Linked DNA regions of Mus musculus: all the other regions are linked to region 6. A link is a contact called in public ChIA-PET, Hi-C, HiChIP or PLAC-seq and promoter capture Hi-C data. All regions are on one chromosome and are shown on one strand. Each heading gives the region's core, a stretch centred on a gene start, on an enhancer-like site or on the middle of the called end of the contact. The rest is flanking DNA. Distances are from core to core; before and after follow the strand shown. Region 1 holds the start of Zfyve1 (zinc finger, FYVE domain containing 1). Region 2 holds the start of Ptgr2 (prostaglandin reductase 2). Region 3 holds the start of Zfp410 (zinc finger protein 410). Region 4 holds the start of Entpd5 (ectonucleoside triphosphate diphosphohydrolase 5). Region 5 holds the start of Dcaf4 (DDB1 and CUL4 associated factor 4). Region 6 holds the start of Acot2 (acyl-CoA thioesterase 2). Region 7 holds the start of Fam161b (family with sequence similarity 161, member B).

What was found. Promoter capture Hi-C pulls out the DNA fragments that hold promoters and counts their contacts. A called contact is a pair of places that touch in the nucleus more often than the background predicts. ChIA-PET counts read pairs in DNA pulled down with a chosen protein or histone mark. HiChIP or PLAC-seq counts read pairs in DNA pulled down with a chosen protein or histone mark.
Region 1: an RNA polymerase II ChIA-PET map of memory CD8 T cells shows a contact between it and region 6, with 12 read pairs. The contact joins the promoter of Zfyve1 here to the promoter of Acot2 in region 6.
Region 2: a contact with region 6 is called in an H3K4me3 HiChIP or PLAC-seq map of embryonic stem cells, with 2.6 times the contacts expected there. The contact joins the promoter of Ptgr2 here to the promoter of Acot2 in region 6. A contact is called at or near these places in 1 of 39 promoter capture datasets (embryonic stem cells), 10 of 484 Hi-C or Micro-C datasets (the G1E-ER4 cell line, differentiating embryonic stem cells, embryonic stem cells and 2 more), 12 of 115 datasets of contacts at active chromatin or transcription factors (the SCID.adh cell line, T-cell acute lymphoblastic leukemia, bone marrow-derived macrophages and 6 more) and 2 of 9 other capture datasets (adipose tissue and embryonic stem cells).
Region 3: a contact with region 6 is called in an RNA polymerase II ChIA-PET map of memory CD8 T cells, with 43 read pairs. The contact joins the promoter of Zfp410 here to the promoter of Acot2 in region 6. A contact is called at or near these places in 8 of 39 promoter capture datasets (the 3T3-L1 cell line, the C10 cell line, cranial neural crest and 4 more), 1 of 484 Hi-C or Micro-C datasets (forebrain), 9 of 115 datasets of contacts at active chromatin or transcription factors (the SCID.adh cell line, double positive thymocytes, effector CD8 T cells and 6 more) and 2 of 9 other capture datasets (adipose tissue and pancreatic islet).
Region 4: a contact with region 6 is called in a promoter capture Hi-C map of the HPC-7 cell line. The contact joins the promoter of Entpd5 here to the promoter of Acot2 in region 6. A contact is called at or near these places in 2 of 39 promoter capture datasets (the HPC-7 cell line and cranial neural crest), 1 of 484 Hi-C or Micro-C datasets (CD8 T cells), 2 of 115 datasets of contacts at active chromatin or transcription factors (effector CD8 T cells and memory CD8 T cells) and 1 of 9 other capture datasets (adipose tissue).
Region 5: a contact with region 6 is called in a Hi-C map of CD8 T cells, with 4 times the contacts expected there. The contact joins the promoter of Dcaf4 here to the promoter of Acot2 in region 6. A contact is called at or near these places in 2 of 39 promoter capture datasets (embryonic stem cells and pre-B cells) and 1 of 484 Hi-C or Micro-C datasets (CD8 T cells).
Region 7: an RNA polymerase II ChIA-PET map of memory CD8 T cells shows a contact between it and region 6, with 18 read pairs. The contact joins the promoter of Fam161b here to the promoter of Acot2 in region 6. A contact is called at or near these places in 1 of 39 promoter capture datasets (neural stem cells), 1 of 484 Hi-C or Micro-C datasets (CD4 T cells), 2 of 115 datasets of contacts at active chromatin or transcription factors (memory CD8 T cells and microglia) and 1 of 9 other capture datasets (liver).

The regions. Positions count from the first base shown.
Region 1 is chr12:83,595,156-83,598,741 of GRCm38.p6, reverse strand. Zfyve1 (zinc finger, FYVE domain containing 1) reads left to right here and starts at 1,520. Exons shown (of 12, transcript NM_183154.4): 1 at 1,520-1,745; 2 at 3,420-3,586.
Region 2 is chr12:84,283,329-84,286,546 of GRCm38.p6, reverse strand. It overlaps Ptgr2 (prostaglandin reductase 2), which reads right to left and starts at 1,251. Exons shown (of 10, transcript NM_029880.3): 1 at 1,071-1,251.
Region 3 is chr12:84,315,204-84,318,414 of GRCm38.p6, reverse strand. Zfp410 (zinc finger protein 410) reads right to left here and starts at 1,556. Exons shown (of 12, transcript NM_144833.4): 1 at 1,241-1,556. Ptgr2 (prostaglandin reductase 2) reads right to left here. Exons shown (of 10, transcript NM_029880.3): 10 at 2,583-3,211.
Region 4 is chr12:84,407,127-84,410,518 of GRCm38.p6, reverse strand. Entpd5 (ectonucleoside triphosphate diphosphohydrolase 5) reads left to right here and starts at 1,490. Exons shown (of 16, transcript NM_001026214.2): 1 at 1,490-1,549. It overlaps Bbof1 (basal body orientation factor 1), which reads right to left and starts at 1,451. Exons shown (of 12, transcript NM_028377.3): 1 at 1,264-1,451. The coding sequence starts at 1,337.
Region 5 is chr12:83,518,904-83,522,178 of GRCm38.p6, reverse strand. It overlaps Dcaf4 (DDB1 and CUL4 associated factor 4), which reads right to left and starts at 1,713. Exons shown (of 14, transcript NM_030246.2): 1 at 1,562-1,713.
Region 6 is chr12:83,986,603-83,989,746 of GRCm38.p6, reverse strand. It overlaps Acot2 (acyl-CoA thioesterase 2), which reads right to left and starts at 1,886. Exons shown (of 3, transcript NM_134188.3): 1 at 1,266-1,886. The coding sequence starts at 1,845.
Region 7 is chr12:84,360,133-84,363,223 of GRCm38.p6, reverse strand. Fam161b (family with sequence similarity 161, member B) reads left to right here and starts at 1,396. Exons shown (of 9, transcript NM_001358283.1): 1 at 1,396-1,532. The coding sequence starts at 1,479. Coq6 (coenzyme Q6 monooxygenase) reads right to left here and starts at 1,256. Exons shown (of 12, transcript NM_172582.3): 1 at 987-1,256. The coding sequence starts at 1,173.

The DNA.
Region 1 (3,586 bases), core at 271-2,770, 390 kb after region 6:
TAAGATTGACCTCTGGCCTAAACACACCCTTGACTCATGTGCATATGTACCAGCACCCATATGCACACACACAAAATAAAACTTAAAATGCTAAATGTTTGTTCCTATCAAACCCCCATTTTTTATGGTGCTGGGGCTCAAACCCAGGGCCTTGTGTATGCCAGACAGCCAATCTCTTTTGAGGGACACACATAGACCAATATATTTACTTTATAAGCAAGGTTATGAAATAATCTGGCAAAGCTACACACAGCCACAGAGGCAGTCTTAGGGATAAAACCTTTGTCATGCCAACCAACCTCAGGCTTATTTAAAACTTGTTAGCTTAACTTTTATAAAATCCCTTCTTCTCCATACACCATCTTATTTCTGGTAAACACTTTTTAATGTGATTGTAGATGGCTTAGTTCTTATTATCCTGGTTGGTGATGTGGTACAGGTAAAAAAATAAAAAGTTCATCCAGGTTTGCCGCTGTTGGCTCTGTGTCATGAAGAGTTAATTTTCAGCAATATAATCCGTATACATAGCTCATTCACTATTTTGTAGATTTGGCTTAACTATTGATCTAATTATGTCCTGAGATCTATGAGTGTCCTCTTGAATCAGAAGATGAGGTCTTATCCAGTGTTGTCAATAATTTGCTGTGTACCTTGGCAAGTAACCTAACCTTAGTTTTCTCTCTCAGGTTAACCATTATCAAGATAAAAATCATATGTTAAGATTGGCAGAGCCATCAGAAATTACACAGCAAAATTCCTTTATTTTATGGAAGGACTGAGTGATTTACCCTACCAACCTATGTAGTTAGTTTTCCTAGGCATTACAGACCAGTATCTTTTCCATGCATTGTATTTTCTCTCAATATTGTCTCAAGAAATAAATGAGAAAAAAGTGAAAGTACTAAACAAATATAAAGCTATTATTAAAAAAATCAGACAATAGTATTACAGACACTGTTATCTTAAATTTTATTGGAGTGTGTACTGTAACTATTCTGCACAATATAAAAATTAGAAGTTATGATGTCTATGTATGGAAAAAGGCAGAAAAGGAATAAGGCTGGAACAAAATTAACAGTTGATTAACTTTGAAGGGAAAACAAAACAGCCTCAAGCATAGTAATATCCTCTCAATGTTTACTGGTATTTTTCCACTTTGAGCATTTCTGAAGGAAAGATGTACAATAATAATGTGCCGTGCCATTTCCTGGTTATATAGAACATCATATCTTTTGTTTAATTTACAATACTCCTTCCCGGGCCACTGCCCTAAACTAGTCGCTGCAACCTGCAAAAACCTCAGCCCCGGCCGAGACTCTAAGTCCCGAAATGCTTTCAGGCTTGTCTGTCCCGCCTATTCGCAACGACGATGCTTCCATCGGGAATTGTAGTCATGTGGAGCTTGTATTTCAGGGCTGTAGGGCAGAACGACAATCCCCCCAAAACTACAACTCCCAAAAGGCCGCAAGCGCCCTTCCCGCTCCCCGTCGTCGCGCTCCGCCCCTGGCCGCTCCTCCCTAGCTGGGCTGCGCTGTTCATGCCTTCCTGTTGGTCTGAGCTGGGAGAAGTTCACTCTGATCAGCTGATTCCAACTGACAACAAGAGAGGAGGAAGCCTGGGAGGCAGCAGAGGAGGAGGGGGCGGAGATGGAGCTGAGGATGGATCCGCCGGGGCCCTAGAGCAGCCCGGGTCCTGTCGGCAATCCGCGTCCCCCACACCGCCTTGCCTTGGCCGAACTGCTCCGGGTGGGCTCTGTGGGCCGCGGCGGAGAGGGCGGGGGCGCCTTGGCCCAGCCCCGGGCGAGTGCTGGTCCCGGGGCTCCCTCCAGTCGCTCCTAGGAGGAAGGGGGGACGGGTGCGGCTCGAGTGGGGGTGGGGTGGCATAAACAATGGATTCGGCTCCGGGATGTGCGGGTTTGTGTGAAATTTGGGGGGCCTTCTTTGTTCTTCGTCTCCGCTGCCACCCCTTGGGTTGTGGTGGTGGTGTCCGGGAGCAAGGTGGGTGAGGGACCCTGGATTGGAGAGAGGCGTCGAGGTTTGGGGGGGGGGGGTTTGCTCCGAGTGGCATATTGTTTGCTTGGCCTGGTGGTGGTGAGGGTCAGCTGTTCTTTTGAAGGTTGGTTTTCTGTTTTTCTTAGTAGTGACAAGTTTTGATTTTTGTTTCCCTTTTGGGAGCTGACTGGACACGTCTGAGGTTAAGGTGAAAATAAGGTCCCCTGGTTACTCCCTTGCCTTGTTTATCTGAAGATCAGATGGATAGATTGGCTACTGAAAGGGAGGAGTGAATATCTGAAAGGAGGACTTTACACTTGGTTGTGCTCTTGGAATAGGAGGCAAAGGTAGGGAGAATTAGGAGTGTAGTTACGTTAGTGACCCAAAACCCCCTTTCCTGTCTTCCCAAGTTTTTGACTTGGTTTGTTTTGTTTTAAGTGTTTGAGTGACAAGAGAAAATGAGTTGTTTTGACTCACTGTAGGGCCTGGCTCTACTGTGCGCCTAAGTGCTGGAATTCTGCCTCCTGTTGCTGCCGGTTCTCTTCCTCTGTAGAGAGGAGGCACAGGAGGAAGCTCAGTAGTTGTCTTACTGTTTTTGAAAATGAAGTTGGGACTATTGTTGTCAATTTTAGAGTCCTTACTAGACCTTTGCTCGACTAGAGCTGAGAGAGTCCATTTTATAAGGATAATTGGGTTTGTAGAGGTCTTTGAGGGTGGTGTGAATTTATTGTTACAATATTTTTCTTAGCTTTTTACAGACCTCCTTTTCCATTTCTCATATATAAGGAGCAGGTGCAGAGGGCTTAGCCTCCTAAAAGCTGTCTGTTTAGTGATTTTGAATCAGAGCTTAATGAAATGAGAAGAGCATTTTACCAACAAACCAGCAAAATCTTTAAGAAGCTCTGGGTCTAGAAGTGTTTTGTTGTTACACATATTTGAGACAGGGCTTCTCTGTGTAGCCCTGGCTGGCCTGGAACTCACAGAGATCCACCTGCCTCTGCCTCCCTTGTGCAGGAGCCTCTAGGCTGGTTTTTGTAGTTAGTTTAGTAGCCAGGCTTCAGCCTTTTTTTTTTTTTTTTTTTTTCTTTCTTTTTTCTTTTTTTGGTTTTTCGAGACAGGGTTTCTCTGTGTAGTCCTGGTTGTCCTGGAACTCACTCTGTAGACCAGGCTGGCAGGCTTCAGCCTTTTGAGTGCTAGGATTTACCACCATACCCAGCATGGCAGTTGATTTCAGAAGGGAGATCCTTAGCCATGATTTTGAGATGACATTTCTAGTCCTAGAAGAAGCCACTGTAAGTTTTATAAGCAAGAATGAGGGTTCTCTCTGGGTTTGGCCTAGCAATTAGGTGCTCCTTTTTGTTTGCTCAGTTTAAGGTACACTTCTGGTTTTTTTCCCCAGATGAGTAAAATCTTCTTTTTCTGCTCTAGGTAGCCCTTGAAACATTGGCTTGAGGTCCAAGTAAATCGAACAGCTCCTCACCACCTTCTGTCATCACTCTGACTTTGTAGCTGAGACCCAAACCAATGAGCTGACCTTTGTGAACCCAGCAGACCCCTCAGCGTGTGGCAGAGACTCTGTCAAGTTCACTTCCACC
Region 2 (3,218 bases), core at 2-2,501, 300 kb before region 6:
AGATCACATTCAAGACCTGAAGGGCAGTGGGTTAGGAGGCATCATAATGGAGGCAGAGCTGAGTAGACCTCAGTAAACCCCATTTGCTGTTAAATTAAAGTGGGTTTCTAATTGATTCGACCATTCTAAAATACCACCAAAAGATCTGGTTCAATGACAGTCATTAAAAATACGCCTTAAGCATCTGTGTAGCAGACTATTGTAAGGAAAAGCTCACTGAACTCACAAGGGCAAAGGACATGTTCTGTTTCTAGCTGGGTGGGACCTCGGAGGGGTCATATAGTTTATTTCCTGAATGTTTCCAGGCATCCCAGAACTGGGTGAGTTGACATGCTCTAGCATGGTAGCGTCTTACATTTGTAATCCCAGTTATTGGGCAGATGGAATACAGACGGCAAATTCAAGGCCAGCCTGGGCAAATTAGTGAGAACCTGTCCCAAAATAAAAATGAAAAACAGTCTGGCAATATAGCCCAGTAGTAAAAACCTCTTGCCCAGCATGCATAGGGGAGGTGGAAGGCTGATCTTGGACTCAATTCCCAATACAGAAGAAAATAAATTATTAATCAGCTTGCTTAAATACAACTCCGTCCTCAAACACCACCGCCATGAAGTTGCAAACATGCTATCCTTTTCACAGACGCCATACAGGGGCTGAATAACTTGTCCAAGGTCGCACAACTTATCCCCAATATCTTTTAATAAAACACACTTCCTGTTTAGCCGTACTTTGTTCAACCATTCTGCCACAAAGGGCTCTGCTGACCTTCCCTGTGCTGTCTATGCCATCGTGTGCAAATGTCCACCTCAGAAAGCCAACCTTCCTCTATGGCTCCCACGACTAACCACTTTCACAGAAATTACTAGTAATCTCACATTTTCAAGCCGACTTCCTGGATCCTCAGCACCAAGAGGATCAAAACCTCTTGGTGCTGAGGTTTTTCAACATGACATAAGTATACCCCTATGCGTGGCACACAGTAGGCGCTCAATAGATGTTCAAATCTGAAGCACCTCAAACACAGTCGCGCCCAAACTTCACCCTCGGAATTCTTACAAAACGGAGAGCACCTGTTACGGGGCATTCCCTAGTCTAGCGTCCCAAGCTATACCGCCGGTGTCGCCCGGAGCTCGAGGAGGACGCCCACAGGTCACCCTGGCTCGGCACTTCCTCCTTTTCTGCGGGCTTAATCCAGCTTCCGGTGCAGCGATACAGTGGCCCCCCTGCGTGTCTGTCAGTTTGAGATCTCGCGGGATTTGATGAACAGCGAAGGGTCAGCTGGCGGCACGACCTTAGCCCTAGGACCACACTGCGCAAGCGCAGGACTAAGCCGGCCTCCTTGCCCTCTCGTCTCCTAGGGCCGGGGTTTTGAAGTTCATACGCGATCCTTTGGTCCCCAAGGTTGGTGAGAATCACAGGATACGTTGCTAGTCTAGGCAAGGAGTATCCATAAGTTAACCTCATTAGGGCTCCGTGGCCGACCCCGCCTCCAGGACCAAGAGAGCAAATTAACTAATGACTTCAGATCAAGTCCCCTGTGTCCTCTTGTGCCCCCAGAGGTTGAACCCGCGTCCTGGCACGGTCTAGGCAGACGCCCTGACAGCCAGCCCCAGCCTCTGGAAGAAACTTGATTCATGTTAGATTCACTGAGTCTTAGGTTGGGGAATCACAGTGAGAAATAGCATCAAGTCTAACCCTTGTTTTGTAGGTGAACAAGCTGAGATCTAGAGGACTAAAGCAGCGGTTCTCAACCTTCCTAATGCTGTGACCCTCGTGCGTGGTGACCCCCCCAACCATAAAATTATTTTCATTGCTACTTCATAATTGTTATTTTGCTATTGTTTCGACCCGTAATGGAAATGTTTTCCGATGGTCTAAGGGGACCCCAAGAAGCTAGAAACTCATGGTTTGAGAACCACTTGACTAGTCACTATCGGGTGTGGTTTGTTTCTAGAATAACTTGGGATCTCCAGGAACTGCAAACCCTAACGGACTTAATCAAGCGGCTGTAGGAATCGCCCTTAGCACTGTATTCCAGCAAGGGCTAATCGCGGAGCTCTAACTCTGGTATAAAGAGTAGCTGAAAAATACCAGTACCGCCGGCAAATGGGCAGCCATCAGATGGACTGGAGGCCCGGGTAACAGAACATCTGAACATTTTCACTTCGTTTGGAAAACTTGAAGAATGGGGTAGGAGACTGTTACCACATTCCAAATAACTTTCCAGCAGGATCTGATCTCTTGGTGGTCAGCTGAGTGAACCAGAGAAAGAGGAAACGCTCAAAAACAATAAAAGTGATAGCAGAAAACAGAGGGAGACTATAGATTACATCTAAAACTCAAAGAGAAGAAACTTAGTTTGGGCCCTTTTTGATGTGAAGTCCCCTTTTCTCCAGGTCTCAGATGTTCAAAAACTGCATGGAGGAGTTCAGGTTTATTTATTTTCCTCCCTTCTGAATTTTCTCTTCACACTAAGGGTTACAGTCGTTTGTATGACTTGAGTTGTACCATGTATCATATGGGTATTTTTTTCCTGATATGGTTTTATTTTTATTTTTTGTGGTGTGGTGTGGTGCGGTTTGGTTTGCATCACGGTGCCGCTACATAGGCCTGGGTATCCTGGACCTCACTCTGTAGGCCAGGCTGGCCTAGACTCAAAGAGATCCACCTGCCTCTCCCTTCTGAGTGCCTGGACTGAAGGTGCCAGCACTGGCTTTGGTTTTTATTTTCAAGGTTGCGGCCACTGCCATTTTACTAATGTGGAAATGGAGATTAATCACTCAAGCGCCAAGATGAAGGAACTAAACGTAAAGGAACAAGTCCCCAAATGAGAGCAAATACGTCCTTCTGTTTCTGCCTTTGCTGTGAGTTCAGGATCCCCTTCTCTTCCTTCTCTGCAGCTTTGCGTTGTCTCTCATCCTTTAACCGGTGCCAGAGATAAATGTTTTCCAGACTTAACTTGAGGGAGGTGCCAACCTTTCTCCCCCCAACCTAATGCAAACAAACTGTGGCACAGTCTGCGTCCCTCGCCCCAACATTCCTACTAAATATAAGCATTTAATCTGATAGGTTTATGTAATCGTTTGCTAAATGACCTTTTAAACTACAATGACTCCATTTGAATTCCTGTGAAGTCATCTCTTTCAGATTGCAAATTACTCAGGAGGAAGAATTAAAGTATGTCTAGCCTTCTTACTACATAGCCACTCCACGCAACA
Region 3 (3,211 bases), core at 307-2,806, 330 kb before region 6:
AACACGGATTATCATCTCCCCTACCAAACCTGTTCTTCTTGAATTATCTTTTATTTATTGCCCAATCTTCCCACTCAGCTGCAAATTTTACCTAGCAGTGCCTCTCATCCTACATGTTTTAATAATCCCAGCAATTAATAATAACCAGACCCCAAAGTGACTCCTGTGATGCTGTTTAGATTTCTCAGTATCTTTCTGCTTGTCACTCTCCATATGCAGTTTAGTATCTCAGAATAATGGCCAGCCCTTAACGGTAAACCTCTTCACTGACATACTCCTCCCCCCACTGCCCCCCCAAAAAAAACCTTAGAAATTGTGGGATTTACCTAAATTTGACACCTACTGGGATACAAAGCTCAAATTAGAACCACATTTTCTGATGCTTGGCTGCCCTGTATCTGCCACAAAGTGTAATTTCTCAACGCCAAACACCCAGAATTGCGCGTTTTGACCTCAAACTATGTTTTATTCTCTTTACATATGTTCCACTGATCTTTGTGTCTAATGTAATGTAAATGTATGAACTCTTAACCCCAAATCAATAATATTTCACTCCCAAATGGTTCCTAAGTACATCTCAGAGCCTCATGAGCAAGTGAGATAAAGTTTAATAAACTAATTGGATCGTCTTCTTTTGAGAAACTTCAGAGAACAAGTTGAACGAGCAAAACACATCCTGGCTGCAAACACTCGCTGCCCACACACGGGCCTGAGGTGACAGGCAAAGGAGACCCCAGAGGTCCGGCTCTGGTCCGCAGACGTCCCTTCCCTATTCCAGCCCAAGGCAGAGAGTGGACCCAGGAAAGGTGCCGGCAGCCCTGGGTGAAACGCGGGCAGGGCACCGCTGTCAACCCTTCCCGCCAGCACAAAGGCCTCAGCCGAAGGCCCTTAGGTCTGCGGGCGGGCCCAGCCGCGGGTGCAGTCCGGAGCCTCCGCCCGGGGGACTCGCTGACTCCCGCGTTCTGGGGGGGCAGGCTGGTCTCCAAGCTCCCTCCCTCAAGAACAAGCAAAGGAGGAGAAACGGTGCGCCCCAGATCCCCAAAGGGGTTAGGGCCGCAGCCGCCGGGCTTCGGACCGGTCGCTCCCCGCCCGCTAGACGCCTGGGGGAGTCTGGGGGGACGGCTTCCTTGCGCCCTTCGGGGGCGAACCCGGCTCTAGATCCCCAGACCCCATAAGTGGCTTCCTTTCTCGGCGGGACCACCTACCCGAGCGGGGGTGGCTACACTAGCCTGGAGCTCACCTTCCAGTCTCGGGCAGCCGTCCGTCCGTCAGTCAGCCCCGAATCCCGTCCACACACGGCGTCTTCCGGCTCCCGCCGGAAGCAGCTCCAGAGCGGGACAGGAAGTTTGGCCGCCCCCCATCAACATACCCACTCGCTTTCTTCTCCGCCCGCGGGTGTTTCTCAGGAGGAGGCGCTGACTCTTGGGCCGCTGCTTGAGAGCGATCCTTCGCTCCCCGCTACATACACACGCATACACAGCCCGAGACACACACAGGGTTCCCTCCCGGCCGAGGAACCGCAGCGCCCCGTCCCCTCCTGTCTGCCCTTCAGGGTTCTCAGGTCCGCGAAATCTGAAACCAGGTCAGTGCAGTCTAGCCGTGACGTCACTGCCTTCCCGCTGAGCGGAGCTGTTCAGCAGGGGCCGCGGCGGCTGGGATGGGTGAGACGGCGCGGGGTGGAGGGTAGCTTTCTCCGGAGCTGAGGACCTGTGACAGCTCCCGAAACACCAAAAGCCCATGAAGAGCACCTGAAATGTTCATGGCCCAAAGAGGGACCTGGAAATCAAGCCTTGCATTGCCCCTAGGACTGGGTGTGAATTTAGGCACACGTACAGCGTTAGAAACATTTAAGAATTCTCCAGAGATCTTGGATGCACTGACTGAGGGCTCAGATAACTAAGTTCCAAGCTGGATAATAGTTCTTGTTGAAACTTTCGAGTTTGACTGCATGAAACTTAAGATCTGCAGTGGTGGCACACGCCTGTAACTCCAGCAATCCCAGTACTCCAGGAGTTCCCGGTGAACGAGGGCTACATAGTTGAGACCTTGTCCAAAAAAACAAAAAACAACAACAACAACAAAACATGATGCGGTGTGGAAGAGTAGGGGACTAAAGATAGTGCCTGTGAGATATAATGTTCTCTGAAGGCGCTCATTTTCAAGTTAGAGATAAGCCAGGAGTCTGGATGAGCTAGGGAGTCATAGTTTTGGTACAAAATGTTCCGGGAGAAAACATTTCCTCGATACAGTTTGTCCTGCGCACTGAGAAGCATGACTGTGATCCCATTTGAGGATGGCCATGACAAGGACAACTGGCCTACACAGTATCTGGGACAAAAATCTTGGGGTGGCAAGGAGATGTTTACTAGGAGCTAAAATCCTAAAATTTAAGAAAGGATTAAAAAACAAAGATTTACCAGTTACCACTATATGAAGAGATGAAGAACTGTTCAGAAAGAAAAACTGGGGTCCAGAGAAAGTATGTAAAACAAGGTTAGAACGCTGCAAAATTTGATTTAGTGGCTGCTAATTTGTTTTGCCTCTAAAATATATTGACTGTAAAAAAAAAAAGTGGTCATAAGTCATACTCAGAAAACATCTCCAGTTTTATTTTTCTAAAGGTTGAGAAAATTAAGAAAACAAATGTGATACATCAGTATATCTGGAATAGTCATGTCTATAACCATTGGTTAATTTACTTAATCCTATAGCTTTCTGGAGCTTGATTACTTGGGGCTTGTTGTGGGAAGGTACCATTGGGGATTGACCTCAGAGCCCCTAGAGTACTGATCAGTGTTCTGCCCTGACCACTCCGACTCACTTTCATCAGTGAAACTCTTAGTGATGTTTATATCTATTAGTTCTCCAAAGTATAAGCCCAGAATGGGGATACAGGCCTTTAACACTGGCACTCGGAGGCAGACAGCCAAGTGGATATCTTTGAGTTCCAGGCCAGCCTGGATTACATAGCAAGCTACCTAACAGACTCTTGTCTTTAAAAAAAAATTCCTAAAATAAACACAAGCTTTTATCAGCACGTAGTAAGTTGTTAGGCTTGCTACTCAATTAGTTGTTTGGCAGAACACAAACATCATCCCTGGATGTAAACCTTGTCTCTGGAGACTCCCAACCACTCATTTATCTTCTCAGACCACTCCCAGCCCAAAACGTCCTACCCCAAACTGTTCCACAATCTGTAAATACTCCCAAT
Region 4 (3,392 bases), core at 241-2,740, 420 kb before region 6:
GGCAGGTATGTTAAGTACTTCATTTGTTGGTAAGTACTTCATGTTAAGTACTTCAATTGTTGGTAACACATTATCCCAGGCTTTAAGGATGCCTGAAAAACACACACCATAGTCATTGATGCAGAGATGGGGGAAAAAAAAAGTAAGACCTTGGGAATGTAGACATGTAGAAGCAGAATGTACAGTAAGCATACATCAGGTAGAAGTAGAATGTATAATAAGCATACATTAGGAAGAAGAAGACTGAATGGTATGCATACATCAGGTAAAGTTAGAGTGCATGGTATGCATGTATCAGGTAGAAGTAGAAGTAGAATGCATGGTAAGTATACATCAAGGCCCTAGGATGGATTCAAAAGGTAAAGTCCTTTGAAATAAAGATTGCACCAGCATTAACAAAACACTGTGGTACAGAGCTGGAGAGATAGCTCAGAGATTAAGAGCACTGACTGTTCTTCCAGAGGTTCTGAGTTCAACTCCCAGCAACCACATGGTGGCTCACAACCATCTGTAATGGGATCTTCTGGAGTGTGCCTAAAGACAGCATACAGTGTATGCATATAAATAAAAATAAACAAATCTTTTTTAAAAAGAAAGTTACTCTCTTAAGTTACTTTGCTGGAGATGGTACCTAGGACCCTGCACAAGAAGCACTCTATCACTGAACTACACTCAGACTTGTTTTTAAAGACGAGGTCTCCATATGTAGCAGTGGCTGTGATCTCCCTGCCTCAGCCTCCAGAGCAATGCGACCAGAGGTGTGTGTTACTTAACTTGTCTCCAGAGAATTCACATTACAGTCACAAGCTTAAGCGATCCCTTTGCATTTCTCATCTACGGCGTTGAACTCCTTGTGTGACTCCAAAGTCCTGAGGAACCATCCTGTAGCCCAGTCATTCTATTGACATTCTAGCAACAATTCCTAGGGACCATCCATGGGGTTAGCGCTATAGCTGTTCACTCTGTGTCTCTGTGTGTGGTGTTTGTGTGTGTACTGATCCGTCCAGTTAAATCATTTCGCGTGCTCCCTTTGATCCCAAGAGGATTCCTGAATGACCCAAGGAACAACTTTAACCACTCAGACAAGAGCTAGAATAGAAAAGAATGTGTTTATATCAGTCTCACAATGGAGAGCTCTCAGATCTTAGGGCCAATCAAGAATGAACAGGAGCTGTCCACAAAAGCCTGACAGAGGCATCCAGTTAGCGCCGCAAAATGACAAGGGTAGGCAGGGGGAACGGGGAGCCTCTGCGCTGCTCTTACTTTGGTTCTTTGCCTTTGTTTTTGCCTTTCCTCTTGTCTTTCCTCTTGTCTTTCCTCTTGTCCTTCGCCGGCATCTTGACTTCTGCGGGAGTCTCACCGTGCTGGTGTCCTGGTGGCCGCCACCTGGGCCGACTCCGTCTCTAAGGAAACCACCACGCCGAAGGGCTAACGTCCTCCGCGCCGTTGAGGGCACGCGGAGGGCGCACGCGCGTGACGTGACCGCGGCGAGGGGCGGGGCGGAGATCGCTCCGAGGCGGCGGGCGTCCGCGCCAGGGCGGCGCGCGCGGTGAGTGTGCACGAGCCTCGGCGGCGCTCCCGGGGTTGGAGCCGGGCGGGAGGCCGGGAGCTCGGCAGGGGCGGGTGTCGGGCGCGGGGCTGCGGCGTCTTAGCCTCCCACGACTTGTCTCGCGCCCCCTGAGGCTCCATGGCCGGCGGCTCTCCGACCGCCCCGCGCGCATCGGAGCGGCGCCAGTGAGGCTTGAAGCGCTTCCAGTCGGGCGGGCGGATCTTCCAAGCCTCTGGCGCGGCCACCGTGGCGGTCCTGCCCGCATCCCTGCTTCTGTCTCGGTGGCGGCGCCCTCGCTGCCCGCCTCATGCTTACCTCCCCTCCATCCTCGCTTCTGTCTCGCGGGCTCCCTGGAGGACAGTGCACCCGGGGACATCCCAGGCCAAACGCTTTCAGGGAGGCAGTTGACTTTTCCGAGGGCGGTGGCTTGAGTGAGGCTGTCAGCCTCCGAGGGTCCGCGGGCTCCGGTGCTCAGACTCTGGCTCCCCTGCCTGGAGCGGTGTGGCGGGGGGGGGGGGGGGGGATCGTTGGTCCCCGGATCTAGGTGGCAGGTGCTTGGCTCCAGCCGACCGCCAGGTTCCTGTTAGTTAACATCGCCCACATCCTCTAGTGCCTGAAGTCCCATTGCTGCAAGTTGCATAAAGTTGCAAGCACTTGCCTCGCACCCGGGTTCCCGAGGAGTAGTACTCCATCCAGTATTCTAGTTGGTTCAGAAGAGGAACCCTGTGATTATGTCTTCATTCACTGAGCGTGAGTGAGTCATTACGGAAGACAGGTATTGTGGCTGCCTTGTCAATAGGCTTGGGAGTGAAGCGCGGTTCTGCTTTATCACTCCGCTTCAAATTTCATTTAACATTTATTTTGAAACATCATTGTTAGAACTCCTCCTCCCCTCTCTCTAGGGAGACCTTAGTTACTAAGCCCCTAACTGTAAGGTGACATCTTTGACCTCTAAATCTCTCTTTTCCCACCTCATCCCCCCCCCAGAGGGCGTGGTTTGTGTGGTTTGTAAATTTTGCGGTTAGAGTAAGCAAGTAGATTTGATGAGAGACCTTGGAAACCGTTTGAACCTTCTGCTAGCACGGCTATGGCCTATTTTGACTATATTTCTGGTGACATGCCATGAACTTATGAGTAGAATCACCTCTACATCATGTACCTTCCCTTAGATAATGTACATTACCTCTGAGAAGCAATCTATAAAGCACCTATTGCTAACTAGCAGAAAGGGAGTAGGGGCATTTTCTGTCATAGGTATGTATATTTAGACTTTTTATTTATTTGTTTGTTTGTTTGTTTTACAAAAATTGGTTGTAAATAAAAGCCAGTCCCACATTTACCATTTGAATATACTTCTACAGATTATCTCAGACATAAAATTTTGACTTAAAATAAAAGTGTCTTTGTTTATTTTTTTCACCGTTATTTTTATTTTATATATATGGACGTTCTGCCTGCAAATCTATGTGCTAGGTGTATGCAGTGCCTCTGGAGGCCAGAAGAGGTCGTTGGAACTTGAATTAGAGATGGTTGTGAGCTGACATGTGGATGCTGAGAATCAAACCTGGGACCTCTGGACTAGCATCCAGTGATCTTAACCCAGAGCCATCTCTCCAGACCATCACCCCCTCTTTTGAGATCCAGCCTCACTATGTGTGTTTTCCTGGACTAGAACTCTCAAAGATCTGCTTTCCTTTGCCTCCGAGTGCTGCAATTAAAGATGTGGAGCCTGGGAACGTTGCTTCTTAACATATGCATAGTGCTTTTCTTATTTTATTTTTCTTTCCCAAAACAGAATTCCTCCATGTAGCCTTGGCTCTCTCTGTAGACCAGGCTGTTCTGG
Region 5 (3,275 bases), core at 464-2,963, 470 kb after region 6:
GCATCCGACTGCTCTTCCAAAGGTCCTGAGTTCAAATCCCAGCAACCACATGGTGGCTCACAACCATCCGTAATGAGATCTGACTCCCTCTTCTGGTGTGTCTGAAGACAGCTACAGTGTACTTACATATAATAAATAAATAAATCTTTTTAAAAAAAACTGAAAAAATAAAAATCCACAGGAGACCCAACTCCACAAAGTTGCCCCCTAACCTTCACTTACACACATACATTATACATACACACAAATACACAACCATAATAAGCTAACCCTACTACACAGCATGGAAACCGAGGCTTATAGAACTAACAATACCTGACTAACAAAGTCGCATTAGAGATACAGGAGCATCCTGCACTTGTAGGCTCCATCAGCCAAAAGACACCACCTCGATTACTTTCCACTGTTATCGACAACTGGATTTCCAGGTCGTGGGATTTTTGTCTTCTCCGAGTAGCTGACTTGGAGTTGTTAGTTGTTTTGTTTTATGTTTTTCTTCTTACTGCCTTGCTCCACACACAAGGCTGTGTCTGGTCATCCAAGGTGGAGGGAGTTGTGGCGCTCCCCAAAGTCACTAGAACTGGTGTGGAAAGGCTTCGTTTCTCACTAACACCCATCTTACTGTGGCAGGGAATGGAGGCTGGTCCACATCTGGGCTTCCTAACTTTTCCAAATACCAGCCTGCACACAACCTCAGGCAAGCCACCACGTAACCTCTCTTTCTGTGTCTTATAAAGATACCGCTAGGGTTGGAGAGATAGCTCAGCAGTTAAGAGCACTTGCTGTTCTTCAGAGTTCAGGAGCTCACAACGTCTCAAATTACAGTTTCAGGAGTTTGACACATTTGGGTCTCTTGGATCTTCCACAGACACATGTAAGCACACACACCCACATACACAATTAAAAATAAAAGCTCTTTTAAAAGGTGTGTGTGTGTAGATGTCTTAGTGGTTAAGAAAGCTGAGGACCCAGGTTCAAATCCTAGCACCCCGCAGGGCGGCTCACGATCATCCAGCTGGAGGAGATCTCACTGATCTCTTCTGGCCTCCCTGAACACCAGGCTTGTTCGAAGTACACTCATGTATGCACGCCAAATATCCACATACATAAAAGAAGCCTTTAAAAAAAAAAAAAGCAAAATCCCAGCACTTGGGAGGCAGAAGGCGGATTTCTGAGTTCAAGGCCAGCAGCCTGGTCTACAGAGTGAGTTCCAGGACAGCCACGGCTACACAGAGAAACCCTGCCTCGAAAAACCAAAAAACAAAAAAACCAAAAACATAAACTTCCAAAATTTATACCATAAAGTACTATTGGCCTCCTGGCCTCGTGTTTCTTCACAGCCCAAATTTCAACAGAGGCAGAGGTCTACTGCAGGCTGGACTCTGCAAGGGGATCCTGGGGACGCCGCAGGACTCGCCAGGTCCTGGCCCACGCCCACTCCGGCCTTGTATGGCACGCTCACTCCTCCTGCCTTCAGCCTTGCCTTCTCTGTCCTCTGCGTGGGTACAGCGGCACCCTCCGTCGGCGCCCAGATGCACGCCACGCATGGGAACAGCCTTACCTGCACAGATGGTCCTCTCAGCTACGACACTTCTGGGCTGGAGCACCCAGGGGCGTGCAAAGATCCGGAAAGACCCTCATGTTGTGTTGTCGCACCCCATAGGACTAAAGCGGCCGGTTCTTTCTTCTCATTGAATTAGGCTTCTGCCTGTCCATGTCAGTAGGGGCGGTCTTTACGGAGGGCGGGACTTAGGATTTCCGCCTTGTCCTGGTCGAGCGTGCCCGGGCTTGGCACGCTTAGGGGCGGGGTCTGATGCGCTTTGGGGCGGGGCTAGAGATTGCTACCGCCTCCTCAGAGTCCCTGGTACTCTCTTGACAGTGAGTCTTCCTTCTTACTGCGGATCATATCCCGAGAAATTTCTCTCGGCTTGGAGCTGGTACACAGGCCCGAGTTAACACTGATATGTGAGAGAGGGAAGATGATTGTTTTGTGGAAAGAGCAAAGGAGACTCTGAGGAGGAAAGCGAAAAAGACTTTGGGACGCAGTTGCCGGTGCCGGGAGGCTCCTTGAATCTAGGTCAGGTTGTTTCCTCCTTGCTATGTGACCTAAGGTGTGCTTATCACTTCTCTGGGCCTTAATTTCTTCCACTGTAACAAGAAAGTTGAACAAATATTGTCAATGATCTCCAGCCCAAAGTTTGTACAGGTAATATTTCTAGAATGGTACACGTGTGCCTTGGTCAGAAAACCACCCCAGAGTACCACTGCAAAGAAGACGGAGTTTGTAACAGGTCAGAAGTGATAGTAGTGAGAGCAGAATGGGTTCAAATAGGTCAGGCTAAGTGGGGACCACCAACAGCCTTGATCTTAATTGCATTTGGAGAACAGAATCCCTTCCTGAGATTCATTGTGTGCGGTGCTCGCCCAGGCTCCTGATGCTGGACCGCTAGAAGCTAGCTATTAGTGATCATAGATGTGGGCCTATGAAAACACTTCAGCCTGTAGCAAGTTTACAGACGTGTGCAGGGATATGCAGAGTGCTAGGTTCTGAGGGAAACGAGAGAAGTGAGCACTACTGCTTCCCGGAGCTTGAACTGCCAGAAAAGGACAAAGCAGACTTCAAAGAAGATGTGGCTGGAAGCCTGTTTCAGCTACTGGTTGGACTGGCTGTGAGGACCTTGGAATCTTTAGCAAAGTGGTTGAGGCTGGAGAACAGCCTCAGAGGCATGGAAAACCATGGGACCTCAGAGACTGGAGCCTTGTTGGGTAAAGCTGTGGGCAGATGGGAGACATAACAATAGGAGAATCTCTGACCTGAATTCTGGGAGGAGGAAGGCAGGATTTGTAAACTGAAGCCTTGAGGACCCTGGAGGACTGAGGAGGAGGGGGGAGGAGGAGGCGGCCATGGGAGGCTTGTGAAGGATTGGCAAACAGGCAGCTGACTGACCCCATTGACAGGATTCACTGAATTCCCACCATGGGAACTGGGTGGACACCAGTTTTGCCTTGGAAACCTGTAATATACACTCACTTCACAAAGGAACCATGGTCAGAAGCAAGTCAAGCGGCATGGCCCGACTCTGTTTTCTCTCAGGTAAAGTGAGGGTAGAAAGTAATGCTGAAAAAGGAAGTCCTGAAGAGTAAAGGCTATGTATGACCCCAAATCAGGTGCTTGGCTTATGGCTTCCAGTGACTAAGCAGCCAGAGTTACAAATTTAACTCGGTGTCTAGATAGTGTATAATATCCAGAGGTGAAAGGAAGCCACACACACACA
Region 6 (3,144 bases), core at 637-3,136:
GTTCATTCTACATGAATTCATGCCCTAAACATTTTTTTCCCATTCGTATAAAGAGGCTTGTCAGGGCTAGAGAGATGGCTCAGCGGTTAAGAGCACTGACTGTTCTTTTTCCAGAGGCCCTGGGTTCAGTTCCCAGCAACCACATGGTGGCTCACAACCATGTGATGGGATCTGATGCCCTCTTCTGGTGCATCTGAAGACAGCTACAGTGGACTTATATAAATAAAATAAGTAAGTCTTTGAAAAAAGAGGCTTGTCTTCCACATGACCAATTTAAACAAGAACAGAGCAAACACTGGGCCAGCACCTGCTCACGAACAGATGCATACTAAGATAGAAGGGGCCCTTGAAAATTCCTTCTTCATCATGCCCATGGGTGTGTGTGTACCTCTCTTTAACCACTTTTAGTTGTCATTTAAATATTTTGTTGATTTTGCTTACTTAGCCATTTTTGTTGTTGTTATTTTGAGGCAAGACCATCTAATATACCGGTATAACCCAGTAAGGCTCTGTAGCCAACAATGAACGAGAGCTTCTGGTTCTCCCACCTCGACCTGTGGGTGCTGGGATTGCAGTGCTGTGCCTTCTTGCCAGGTTTACCCTGTGCTGGGGATAGCACCCAGTACTACTCCAAGCAAGCACTCTACCAACGGAGCCACACCCTCTAGCCCAAGTGTATGAAGCTTGTCTCAATGTCAGAATACTAATGGCTTCTCCTGAGAGTTCTTTCCCCCATCACTGCCTGAGAGTTCTGTTGATTCTCCTGCCTCCTTTGCTGGAACCTCCATATGCAGCTAAAAACCAAGAAAAATTAAAAATATTGGAAACTTCGTAGAAGAGTGCTTGCCAAGTTTGAGTTCCCACACTGCCACAAGAAAAGACAGAAGACATTCTAAAAGAACATTAGGGGATGTGGGTGTAACACTGCGGACTTTATTATTAGGAGCCTCTCCCCTTGTCTTATGATGCCCTTTTAATTTAGCAGCGGAATTGAAGGACCAGCTTCAGGCAAACAGCATCACTATAACAGGCTTCTTCCGGTCCAGTCCAGTCCAGTCCAGTCCTATCTCCTTCCCACCAAGTCCTAGATCATTTGGAGCTACCCTTTTCTTCACTTCTGAGTTCGAGGCCAGCCTGGTCTAGAGTGAGTTCCAGGACAGCCAGGGCTATACAAGAAACCCTGTCTCAAAAAAAACCAAAAGCAAACAAACAAACAAACACCCACAGGGAACTTTGAGCAAAGGGAAATGTGGAGGGCTGCTCACCTGGGGGCAGGAAGAGCGTGGCGCGCACCCGGCCCTCTCGTACGGGCACGCGCCGCACCCCGGGAGCCAAGAAGTGACGCTCGTGCACCGCCTGCGCCAGCCGCTGCCCGCCATCGGGCTCGTGTCCGTCCAGCACCTCCAGCTCCACCAAGAAGGGCGTCTGCACGTCGCGCTTGATCAGGCGCCAGAGAGGCCGTTCGGGCTCCATGGCCCAGAGCAGCCCCATGGGCTCGAGCCCCGAGAAGCTGCCGCCCAGCGCGGGCGCGCGCGCCAGGTTCAGCTCGCCGCCAGCGTCGGCGCGGTAGCGCGCGTGGGCTCGGAAGAGCGCGCCCTTCTCGTCGCGCAAGGCAGAGCGCAGCGTGACGGGCTGCTCGGGGGCCAGGCCGCGCACGGCGATGCTCAGCGGCTCGTCCCAGCAGCTGCGGCCCTCGGGCTCTACGCTCAGCGTCGCATTTGTCCGCGCCCAAGTGGTCCGGCCACCAGTGCTGAGCGGCGGAGGTACAAACAGCCGCGCCCAGCTCTTCCAATCCTGTTGGCACAACCTGCTTGCTCTCAGGACAGCGAAAGACGAGGCCACCATTTTGCGTCGTTGACTTCAGCCCTCGGTTCCGCAGAGAAAGTTAAGAGATCCTCTAGTGGCCAGCTGCCTGCCTGCAGTCCTTAGACTGAGCTGTGTGCTTGCTGAGCTGGGAGGATCACAGAGCAAAGCAAGCAACAAAAGCAAAAGTAGTAGTGACGCTTTGACTAAGGCGTCTGTGCGTTAAGACTCCGTTATATCCGGAACCTAGCACTGTTTTTCAGGTGCTCTTTACCCCATGAAAAGTGGGCTGGACCAGGGCTCGCTCTTAAAAGCCTCTCACCCAATGAAACCTCCAGTCGCCAAATTCCTAAGGTTGCAGAGTCAAGAATGTGAGATTGCAATTGAGTTTCATCACGTCCTAGAGTAATAGACACTCGTTACTAATCTTAGGACTGTTCTTTCAAAAACGTGCATCATGATATTTTGTTTGTGTGCTGTTTGCGCGTGCTTAGTCTACACATTAATGTCCATGTCCAATGGCCTTAATGTCTCATGGGCTGTGTGACCCTTTACCTACATTCCACACTCGTGTAAAAATAGTCAAATGATGTCATAGTTTACATTGAGCTCGTCTTTTGACCCTCTAGGCAAACACTTTTTCCTACTCATCCCGGATTTTACACATTTCCCAAGTGTTATATAAGCTATTGCTTCCAATCAGTGATTTTTTTTTCTTCCAAGGCCTTAAACCTTACAAGGATTATTGCACATCTTTATTATTACAGAAACCTGAGACTATATAAGTTGTATTTGTCTCTGTTCCTAAGAAGACAACTGTGTTAGATTTTGTTTACTTGACCCAAACTAGAAACACCTTGGAATAGGCAGGGATCCTCACTTGGGGCAATGCCTGTATCATATTGGCCTATGTGTCACTGATGGTTTGTGTGGGAGGACCTAGCCCACTGCGGGAGGTTCCACGCTGGGCAGGTCAGCTAGATTTTATTAGAAAGCTGGGGGTGGGGATGGGGCCTGGAGAATTAGCTCAGAGGTTAAAAGTACAGGCTGTTCTTCCGAAGGACTTGAACTCATTTCCCTCAGCCATAAGGGAGCTCACAGCATTCTGCAAGTTCAACTCTAGGGATCAGAGACATACAAACGGTGTGTGTGTGTGTGTGTGTGTGTGTGTGTGTGTAGGGAAACAAGTCATTGCTCCCCTGTGGTTCACGCCCCCTGCTTGAGTTGCTGTTTGACTTTCCTCAGGAAATGAATGCCAAATACACCTTTTCCTCCGCTAGCTGTTTTTGGTCGGAGTTTTATCACACTTATAGAAAAAGCAGGCTAGGGTATCTACCTTGA
Region 7 (3,091 bases), core at 147-2,646, 370 kb before region 6:
GAGGACAAAGAAAAAAGGCAGCAGATAGTGCTGTCAGGGTCAGGAGAAACCTGAGCATTCATCTACTGTCAATGATAACATAAACTGGGGCACTCTCTCAAAGTCTGGCAGGTCTTCAAAACATCAGCATTGCCACATAACCCAGAGATTTCACTAGAGAATAGCCTCGAGATGATCAACACTGTTCACACCAAAGTTTGCACACAGAATGTCCCTACTAGCATCATTCCTTTACAGGCCAAAAGTGAAAACCAAGCATACTTTCAACACAATTGAGGATGGCATCAGCTCTCAAAACAAAAGCTGTCTGATACAGACTCCAACCTGGATTAACCTTTAAAACAGAGTATATCTCCAACTACATAGAACTATCCGGAAAAGGTAAATCTATAGACAGAAAGTAGGAGAGTCTGTAGGGCTGAGAAGGTGAGCAGAAGTGTGGAGAGTGACATCTAATGAATTCCAAGTCTTTTTTTATTTTTTTGCTTTTTGGTTTTTTATAAAGTAAGGAAACGGTAATAAAACTTATTGTAGGTACTGAATAGCTCTGCAAAAATACTAAAAACTCATTGGACTGTACGCTTTAAGTGGGAGCACTTATAACTAGATGAATGTTATCTTAATAAAGCAGCTTTAAGACCAGGAGTGGGGGCGCGGGCCTTAATCCCAGCACTCAGAAGACTGAGGAAGATGATCTCTGTGATTTCGAGGTCAATCCGATCTACCATCCGATACTACAAAGCCCGATGCCTCTCGAGGTGCTCATAAACAATCCTGGACAGTTCTCAAGGGTCAGACTGACTTAGAAAGGCCCGCCCACTTGTGATCCCGCAGAACCCATGCCATTCCCGAGGACTCCCCTGGAAGGACAGTGAGCAAAGCACCAGGTCAGGCACGTTAGGTGTCTGGACAGCGTCCCGACCTCCACTGTGAGTACCGTCCCTCCACAGCCCAGATCCTCCAGCCCGCGGTCGAGATGCACCTACCTAAGGCACAAGCCATGGCAGAGCCCACTAGGCCTCCTCCTGACACCACCACGTCGTACACGGTGTCTGCCGAGGAGCCCGCCCATCGCTGGCTGGCAACTAGCGGGCCTCCTCTGGCTGCGAGCTGCGCGGAACTCCACCAGCGAACGCAGAGCAAGCCTGCCATGGAGCCAATGCGGGCCGCCATAATGACTCCTGCCTGCGCCCGCGCCCGGGACTTCTCCCTGATAGGTCCTGGAAAGTGCTTCCGGGGCAGTCGTCAACCTTGTGTGGTTTTAGCCCTGTCTTCAAAACCGGAAATAAAATAGTTGAAGAAAATTATCCAATCAGAAGACGCTCTTGCCTCATTGGGCGGAACAGACTAAAGACTGGAAGCCAATCCAAGGCTAAAGCCATGAAGGGGCGTGGCTAGCAGTACCTAACCGCCGGCGCCGCTGTCACGGTTGTCACTGCTGCTTTCACCTCTGCTTCTCTCTCTCTCTAGTTAGGAAGATGACTGTGGGGAGGACTGCGGGAGGTCCTGAGTGCGCCGAGTGGAGCCGTGAGGTGAGTGGAGAAAGGAGGAAGTCGGATGCCTCAGCAAGGAATCCTCAAGAGTGGAAACTGTTTAGCGTTGCCGTGGAGACAGAGTCAGGGGCGTGTCATCAAAGGGCGAAGAATTAAAATTGGCAGCGCTTGGGCACTTAGAGAACCAGTCTTGGGGGACGTGGGTCTTTTGTGTCTTGTACCAGGCTCTGATATCAGGAATCGTACTAATAACAAACCACGAATTAACCTTGAAAATCTTAAAAGCGATCTCTATCTTAATATGATTATCCAGAAAAGGCAAATCTAGGGGGCGCGTCATTGCATGGGGCTGAGGTGAGGAGAAACAGGGAGAGACTTCTAAAAGGGCTGAGGAGGTGAGGAGAGACTTCTAAAAGCTTCCAAGGTTTTTGTTGTCGTTTTAGAGTAAGGAAAACGCACCGAAACGCAGCTCTTCAAATATATTAAAATTCATTAAACTGAATGTGTTTAATGTGTTGTATCCTCTCAAACCCATTTTCTAGAAAAGAAAAGAGATGGGTTAAGCAATTTGCCCCGAAATCTCTGAAAACAGAAAGTAGGCTGGTAGTTGCCTAGGGCTGACAGGTTGAGAGGAAGATGTGGGAGGGTTAAGGGATATAAGTGACAATTAAATGCTACACTGGTGCTTCAGAGCAGAGATTCTCAATCTGTTTCACCTAAGATCATCCTGCATATCAGATATTTACCTTACAATTCATAACAGTAGCAAAATTACAGTATTAACAATGAAAATGACTATGGTTGGGGCTCACCACCACATGAAACACTGTATTAAAGGGTCGATGCATTAGAACAGTTGAGGACACTGCTTTAGAGGAATGGTGAAAATGGTCTGACTTCTACTGTGATTGCTAGATGACCCTGGCTGTTTTAGAAACTGGAGGAGAGTACGCTTTGAATGGCTCACTTGTACACTATGGACATTGTGTTTCAATAAAGTTGTTTTTAAAACGAAAGAGCCAGCATTATGGCTCAAACTTGTAATCCCAACAACTCAAATTACTAAAGCAGAAGGATAAGGAGTTCAAGGTCGCCCTTTGACCCTGTCACAACAGAGAGAGAGGGGCAGGGGAAGGAGAGAGTTTTGCTCTAGATCACATGTTCTTCAGCAGCAGAGCTAGGGTTAGAGCACACACTTATCTCTAACTCAGATGGACTGCTCCAATTGCCACTAATCATCAATAGTCCACTGGTGGCCTTGTACCTACCACTCTAAGGACATCTCAGGCCACTGTCCTCCAGCCACACCACCTTCCCTCTATCACTACAAGACTCAACTGAGACAATAAAAATCACCCTAACACTCAAAGTCAGACACCCCCAACCTCAGTGGTTCAGATTGCTCTCCACACTATAATGATGGACAAGCATGCGCTCAGTAGAAACAATACTCCATACTTTTTTTTTGTTTTTTCGAGACAGGGTTTCTCTGTTTAGCCCTGACTGTCCTGGAACTCCCTCTGTAGACCAGGCTGGCCTCGAACTCAGAAATCCGCCTACCTCTGCCTCCCAAGTTCTGGGATTAAAGGCATGCGCCA